2 separate regions of the Mus musculus genome follow, and region 2 is linked to region 1. Evidence: chromatin contacts called from public targeted proximity ligation data. All regions are on one chromosome and are shown on one strand. The core of a region is the stretch at or near the end of the contact, and the rest is flanking DNA. Distances in the headings are between cores, read along the strand shown. Region 1 holds the start of Stx3 (syntaxin 3). Region 2 holds the start of Dtx4 (deltex 4, E3 ubiquitin ligase).

Region 1 (3,828 bases), core at 306-2,805:
ACTGTTATATCCCATTAAGTGGCAGCCTGTATCACCGGGTGGGTTCCTAAAGTTTCACACTCGCCCTGCTCCATAGAATGTGCTCAGTAACTTACTAAATGAATCTATACCTCCAAAAATTGATGCTTCAGCACTTCCCTATATCAATCCCATTATGTCATTCAACCTTCATAACAGACCTATAAGGAAGGAAGATTCTCCCTTGACCGACAAGGAAATAGGCTCAAAAGAGTAAGTGACCTAAGCTTTTCAGCTTTTGTGCGGCAGACGACCACAGCTGTCTCCGGGGGTACAAGACAAAATAATTACAGACCACTGAATGGGAAGAGGGGTGCCATCTCAGCACCTAACAGGCTCACCGCTCCGGAAGTCACCCGGAACTCTCAACTACTCCGGGGATGGAGTAGCCCTGCCCGGTGCTCCGGGAGGGAAATAGAAAGGAGAGGAGGCCGGTTTGGGGCACAGTGCCAGGCGGCAGAAGACAGCTGGTGAGGTGAGCCCCCTGACTTCTCCATTAGCCCCGCTGATTTCAAGTCCCCGAGTGGGTCCAGCTCTGGAGGAACCCTGTCCAGCTTTGGGGGAGAAGGGGTAAGAGGGTTACGGGCGTCCAGGGAAATCGCAGCTAGGTGATGAATCACCGAGCACATGACCCTGCAGGGGAGGGGAGGGTGCAAAGCTCCGCGGGATGAGGCGGGGGCTTGGGCGGAGGGAGGCCTAGCGCGCAGAGCACCCCTGCGGCCTGGGTTAGGGGAACTAGGAGAAGCCCCTCTCCCACGCCACTTATCCTGATGACCGATCCCCGCAGCCCGGGGCCCGCCTGATCCCCCAAGCGCCGCGGACTCACGGCCTTCAGCTGCTCCAGCCGGTCCTTCATCCTGGCCCAGGTGAGGGCGGCGGGCGCCTTGTCTCAGGTGAGCGCGTCCCAAGTGAGCGGCCTGGAGCGGCGGCGGCTGCCGGCCGGGGCGAGAGAGCTGCTAGAGCGGGCGGAGGCGGGCGGCGGCCGCTCTCGAGGAGGAGCGTCCGAGGCCACCGAGGTCCGCCGCGCCGCCCCCTCCGGCCCCCGCCGGCGCCGCGCTCCAAATCCGGCTACGAGACCGCGCCGGCTCAGGGCTCGCCCGCCCCTGGGCCCGCCCCATACCTGGGCCGCTCCCCGAGCTCCTGCTTAAAGGGCCAGCGCGCTCCAGCGCCGGAAGCATTCCGGGCACACCTTCCCATGCCCCTCGAAAGGCAGAAACAAAAAAAAAAAAAAAAAAAGGCGGGGGTGGTCTGTCTGGCTTCGATTCCGTATTTTCCGCACTGTTCTTATTGTTCGGCCCTCTGCGGACTCCTCAGGTTGAAGACAAGCTGGTTCCTGCTCCCTTTGATGAGGGAAAACGTTCCGATGATGCTCAAGAGATATTCCGCCTTAAAGAAGGGACCTGTTGGGTATAAAATCTGTGCGGTTCGGGCTCAGAGACTTGTTCCCGTAGGGCGTAACTGCAGATGAGATGCCCTGGATCGGGCTGCGGCGAGGAATTTGGGGATTATGATGCTAGTGGTTGTGGGGCCTCTCGAAGTCGTGTAGGCGGTCCAGTCACCTTTTACTAACAATTTGAATAACTTGAGGGAATCTAGGAGAGTCCGTTTCCATAGCTATATAAATCAGAGGCTGCTTAGCAATTTTCTGCTTAGCCTGTACGAGAAAAGAAGCAACTGACTTTTAACTACCGGGCAGAGTTGTAGGATAAAGACGTTTGTTTGATTTGGAAAACTTAAGCCCACCTCTCTCCTCCTTGCTGTCAAGAGCCCTGGGATTTGAAGAATTTTTAGAAAAGTGTGGTTCTTCTCACTGCCCTTCCTCTTCAACGGTGCCCCTATTCCCTTCCCCTCCGTATTTGATTTGGGGATAACAAATGGCGTATCGACCAGAGTAGTGGTCAACAATTGGCGCTAGTGAAGACTTGGTCTCAAGTTCGAGAAGTATCCTCGACTTTGTGTTCAATCTTAAAGGCCATAGATACTTTCTAATTATAACCGGACTTTACCCTCTGCGATGTGCACGCTCCTACTGACTTCCTCCGCTGCCATAAAGGTAGTCAAGTAAGGCAGGGCTTGAGCTGTTAGAGCCAACTATGCGGTAATCAACTCTAATCCTCTATCTGACCTCCGGCTCCTGTCCTGACGCTGGCCCAGCGAGGACTGCGAAAGTTTCCACGCCCCCTGGTGGTCGTAACCCTACAGCTAGGGCTTGAACACCCCCACCCCAGCCCAGCAAACACTTGGAAAACCTTCCGCCACCGAGCTCATTCTCTAGCATCAGCCCTTAGGTTTTCTCCTTTCAGACAGAATCTCCCTGAATTGCCCAGGCAAGCTTTGAACTTGCCATTCTCCTGTTTCAACCTCTCCAGTAAGAGGGGTTACAGTGAAAAACTCTCGAAGTGTGGACGTCTGAAATCTGGACAGAAGTGAGGAAGGAGGATGGATTCATTTTGAAGCAAGAACAAAGGATTCCAGTTAAGACGCGATTGATTTTAGGCTGCAAAAAACGGCCCTGCAGTAAAGAACACTGACTGGAGGACCTGGGTTCAATTCCCAGCATCCACATGGTGACACACAGTTCCAGGGGATGCAACGCCCTCTTCTGGGCTCTGCAGAGGTTACACACATGTGGTATACAGACATAATGCAGGCAAAAACATTCATACAAGTAAAAAAAAAATTTTTTTAAGTCCCAGCAAATTATTTTAAAGGATATAATTGATTTCAACAGGGAAAAAATTGTGACTCTCATGCAAATATAAAATGAATATATTTTAATGTTTTAGCTTATTAGTGAAGCAACCAGTAAGAGGTTAAACTCATTCAGATCCACAGACAAACAGCAGGAAGGCTGGCATGAATAGGTTACTTGATGCAAAACTAGCTCTGGGGATGGGAGAAGAAACCGTGCTTCTCCTGTACACTAAGTCCTTATAATCTCCATGAATAGAAGCACTCTGCTTACTACCGATATCTAATTTACATAGCTGGACAATAGCTGTGATACAATGAAAGTCACAGACTATTATAGAATCAGAAAGGTGCATTAGATAAGGCCACCATAGGATACATAGCATGGAACAGCTTTTTGTTAGTGGTCACTGGTCATTTTAATTTGCTCAGTTTTTCTGTATACTCCCAAGGTAGTACCTTCCATGACTGAATGGTACCAGCTCTGTTAAAAAGTTATTATACAGAACAAGTTTTCTTCCCTATTACTTCTTGCCTTAATCCAGACACTTAAAAAAAAAAAAAAAAACATAAGTCAGAGCTTAAGAGATAGCTCAGTCAGTAAAGTGCTTCCTCCACAAATATGAGGACCGGAGTTCAATTCCCAGAACTTATAATAATAATAATAATAATAATAATGATAATAATAATAATAATCAAACACAGTGGCACATACTGGTAATTCCAGAACTGGGAAAGTAGAAACAGTGGATCCCTGAGATTTACCAGCCAGATCTACCTAGCTGTGAGCGCCAGGCCAGTGAAAGACATTGTCTCAAAAAACAATGAATGGCAGGGGGCGGGGAGGAGGGACAAACCTAAGGTGTTTCTAAAATTGGATGTCTTGAATTCCACCACCCTTAGAATATTCATTCTATTCTTAGAATTGAGGGAATCTACCCAACACATAGCACTAAGTACATATACTTAAAAGAAATTGGAGACATCTCAAACTAATTACGTAGCAGCACATCTAAAAACTCTAGAACAAAAAAAGAGAGAAAGAAAGAGAAAGAAAGAAAAAAGAAAAGAAAAGAAATTACACCCAAAGGGGGTACATGTTAATAAATAATCGAACTC
Region 2 (3,895 bases), core at 13-2,512, 680 kb after region 1:
CTTGCACAAACGGCTACTAGGGGCTGATGGGGGCATAAAGGGGTTCTCCTGCAGCTAGGCTGAGGCTGGGTTGTATAATCAAGACTCTTTAAACTACTTGCAAGGACATTTACTTGGAGGTGGTCTTGGAATCCTGTGAGGACCTAGGGAAGAGAAGCACCTGCCCTCAACACCTATAGCTGATACCAGTGAGCAAAGCTGGCCACTGGGTGGATCACAGCGGACCCACGAGGCGGGAGCTCCTGGGACAGACAAGAGATGTGAATGGCTCACCCGTGTCTTGGCGGAACTGGTTCATGGACTGCAGGTCGATGATGTAGGGCGCGAGCCGGCTGTCCACCTGGCCCAACACCACGCTGCCCCCGGCGCGGGGACCAGCGCGCACCACCGCCTCGATGTGGTGACTCACGGCTGGGCTGTAGGGACGCCAGCGGCCGTGTTCGTTCAGCCATTCCCACACCACCACTGCCGAGGCCAGGAGCATGGCGAGCCCGGGGTTGCGGCGCGGTGCTGCCCACCTCCCGGGCCCGGCCTTCTGCGCTTCCTCCGGCGCCGCCGCCTCCGGGTCTCAACCGCGCCCCCCGGTCTGCGCCCCACCGCTGCGGGAAGCCTCAGCTGCGGCCCATGGGGGAGTCCGCAGCCGCGTAGGCACTGGGACACGGACCCCGGAGCTGCCCGTCTCCGACTGCGCTCCGCCGGGCTCCGCCGCCTCTGCCGCTGCTCCGAGGGGTCCAGCGGCTTCATGCAAAGGCCCGGCCCTGCGCACTCGCCGCCCCGCCTTGCAAAGCCACCCGGGGGCGCGCGGCCCGAGCGCGACGCTGCACCCGCCTCGCACCAGTTGCGCCTCGGGCTCCGCGGGCGCCCGCGTGGATCGCGCCGCACGGTCACGCCCTCCGCCCTCTCTCCGCTTCGAGTAAGCCGACCGCGGTGGCACAGCTCCCCCTCCCTGCGGCTCGGCTCAGTGGCCTCCAGGAGGAGTCGCCCCTCCCGGGCAGAGCGCCAAGGCGAGCTCGCGCCCGCGGAGGCTTCCCTGGTCCCCCAGTCTCGAGAGCACGCGCGCCATCCCGGTCCCAGCTGCCACTGCCAGGACCCAACTTTGCAGCCTGTTCAAATATGGAACTGTCTGTCTGTCTGTTTTCAGCTCAGCACCGGCCGTGTCCGCGGCGTGAGCTCAGAGGCTCGCATCTCCCTACAGCTCGTGCATGCATACGCATTCTCTCTCTCTCTCTCTCTCTCTCTCTCTCTCTCTCTCTCTCTCTCTCTGTCACACACACATACATCCACACCCACACACGCACGCAACACCCCCCACCCACACACACACACACACAGGAATTGCCCCACGCTCTCCTTGTTCTGTCCGTTATTACCTCATCCTCGTCTGCACCGTTCCCTAGCTGTCCATCAAAGATGCAAAAGCCACGCCCCATGGCCACTAGCACCAGCGATCTAGAGCTTCCATGCCCCCTGCTGGTCCAAATCCTCAAGTGCAGGTCAAAGGCCACACACTTGTGACCATCGAGAGCCAGTGCCAAGGGTTCCCTGCGTTTACATAGAGAGAAAAGAAGTTCTTGCTGTCCAATTTTTCTGTTAGAAGACACAAGGTAGACTAATTCATCCTGCAGTGTCTATGTAAATAAAACCATGAGACAGCAGAACAAACGCAAGCTAGACTCGCTCATTTTGATCATCAATGGCTAAAGAGGAAAGTAATATAAAGTGGGTTCTGACTAAGGGGATTGAAGCCTGTATTGCACATTATTGCTTGGCATGGTACATCACACGGGCAACTTCCACACTTGAGAAGCAAGAAGATGGAGAATTTCATGCCACATATCCAGACCAGGTCTCCAAACGAATTAAGTTAGACATTTTAAAGAGAATTATGTATTAACCTTGTCAGAAAACACACACTTTGTTTCTCCGTGGGTGGAACTGCACAATGAATCCGTTCTGACAAAGTGAAGCTGGAATTTGGAGCAATCTTATATTGGTAATGAGATTGTTAATCTTTTTTGGAATGGCTTTTCCATAGTTTCATGTGCTCCTTTTATATTTGAGGAGACAAACAGAAAACCGCTCCTAAGCAGATAAACTAGAAATTTCCAGATAGAGGAAACTTAAACTGGGGAAAGGTGTGGGTGGGTATTAAGAAATATTTAACTGTCTGCTTGCAGGACAAACAGGAAGTAGAAAGAACTAACGTTTACTTTCTGACCATTCTCTTTTGCACTCCGTCTTCTTGTGTCTACCACGATAACACGGCAGGGTAGTATAGTAGAAGTGAAATGAATGACAACACAGGAAAACATTTGCGCCTGGGTAACTTGTTAGAGAGAGTGAATATATAGTAATTAGTTGTGAGTCTGAACAGGTGAGAGGGTGCGCCAGAGAACCTGACAGCTTCTGGAACAGGCAGAAGCACAGAGGCGCTGAGGCAGCACCCTGTGTGGGCCGGGGACAGCTGGCCACCTTCCGGACCGGAGGACAGGTGCCCACCCGGCAGGGGAGGCGGCCTAAGCCACAGCAGCAGCGGTCGCCATCTTGGTCCTGGGACTCCAAGGAACTTAGGAATTTAGTCTGCTTAGGTGAGAGTCTGTACCACCTGGGAACTGCCAAAGCAACACAGTGTCTGAGAAAGGTCCTGTTTTGGGCCTTCTTCTTCGGCCAGGAGGAGGTCCAAATACAAGATATCTGCGCACCTTCCCTGTAAGAGAGCTTGCCAGCAGAGAGTGCTCTGAGCACTGAAACTCAGAGGAGAGAATCTGTCTCCCAGGTCTGCTGATAGACGGTAACAGAATCACCAGAAGAACAATCTCTAAACAGAGTCAACTATAACTACTAACTCCAGAGATTACCAGATGGCGAAAGGTAAACGGAGGAATCTTACTAACAGGAACCAAGACCACTCACCATCACCAGAACCCAGCACACCCACTTCGCCCAGTCCAGGGAACCCCAACACACCTGAGAACCTAGACCTAGATTTAAAAGCATATCTCATGATGATGGTAGAGGACATCAAGAAGGACTTTAATAAATCACTTAAAGAAATACAGGAGAACACTGCTAAAGAGTTACAAGTCCTTAAAGAAAAACAGGAAAACACAATCAAACAGGTAGAAGTCCTTACAGAAAAAGAGGAAAAAACATACAAACAGGTGATGGAAATGAACAAAACCATACTAGACCTAAAAAGGGAAGTAGACACAATAAAGAAAACTCAAAGCGAGGCAACACTAGAGATAGAAACCCTAGGAAAGAAATCTGGAACCATAGATTTGAGCATCAGCAACAGAATACAAGAGATGGAAGAGAGAATCTCAGGTGCAGAAGATTCCATAGAGAACATCGGCACAACAATCAAAGAAAATGGAAAATGCAAAAAGATCCTAACTCAAAATATCCAGGAAATCCAGGACACAATAAGAAGACCAAACGTACGGATAATAGGAGTGGATGAGAATGAAGATTTTCAACTCAAAGGTCCAGCAAACATCTTCAACAAAATTATTGAAGAAAACTTCCCAAATCTAAAGAATGAGATGCATATGAACATACAAGAAGCCTACAGAACTCCAAATAGACTGGACCAGAAAAGAAATTCCTCCCAACACATAATAATCAGAACATCAAATGCACTAAATAAAGATAGAATACTAAAAGCAGTAAGGGAAAAAGGTCAAGTAACATATAAAGGCAAGCCTATCAGAATTACACCAGATTTTTCACCAGAGACTATGAAAGCCAGAAGAGCCTGGACAGATGTTATACAGACACTAAGAGAACACAAACTGCAGCCCAGGCTACTATACCCAGCCAAACTCTCAATTATCATAGAGGGAGAAACCAAAGTATTCCACGACAAAACCAAATTCACGCATTATCTCTCCAC

What was found.
Region 2: a contact with region 1 is called in a targeted proximity ligation map of embryonic stem cells, with 4 times the contacts expected there. A contact is called at or near these places in 1 of 39 promoter capture datasets (embryonic stem cells), 1 of 484 Hi-C or Micro-C datasets (embryonic stem cells) and 4 of 130 datasets of targeted methods (astrocytes, embryonic stem cells, epiblast stem cells and 1 more).

What each region holds. Positions count from the first base shown.
Region 1 is chr19:11,817,848-11,821,675 of GRCm38.p6, forward strand. Stx3 (syntaxin 3) reads right to left here and starts at 1,556. Exons shown (of 11, transcript NM_152220.2): 1 at 845-1,556. The coding sequence starts at 874. Gm41810 (a long non-coding RNA gene) reads left to right here. Exons shown (of 2, transcript XR_003952942.1): 1 at 1-493; 2 at 806-3,828.
Region 2 is chr19:12,500,734-12,504,628 of GRCm38.p6, forward strand. It overlaps Dtx4 (deltex 4, E3 ubiquitin ligase), which reads right to left and starts at 1,263. Exons shown (of 9, transcript NM_172442.3): 1 at 274-1,263. The coding sequence starts at 484.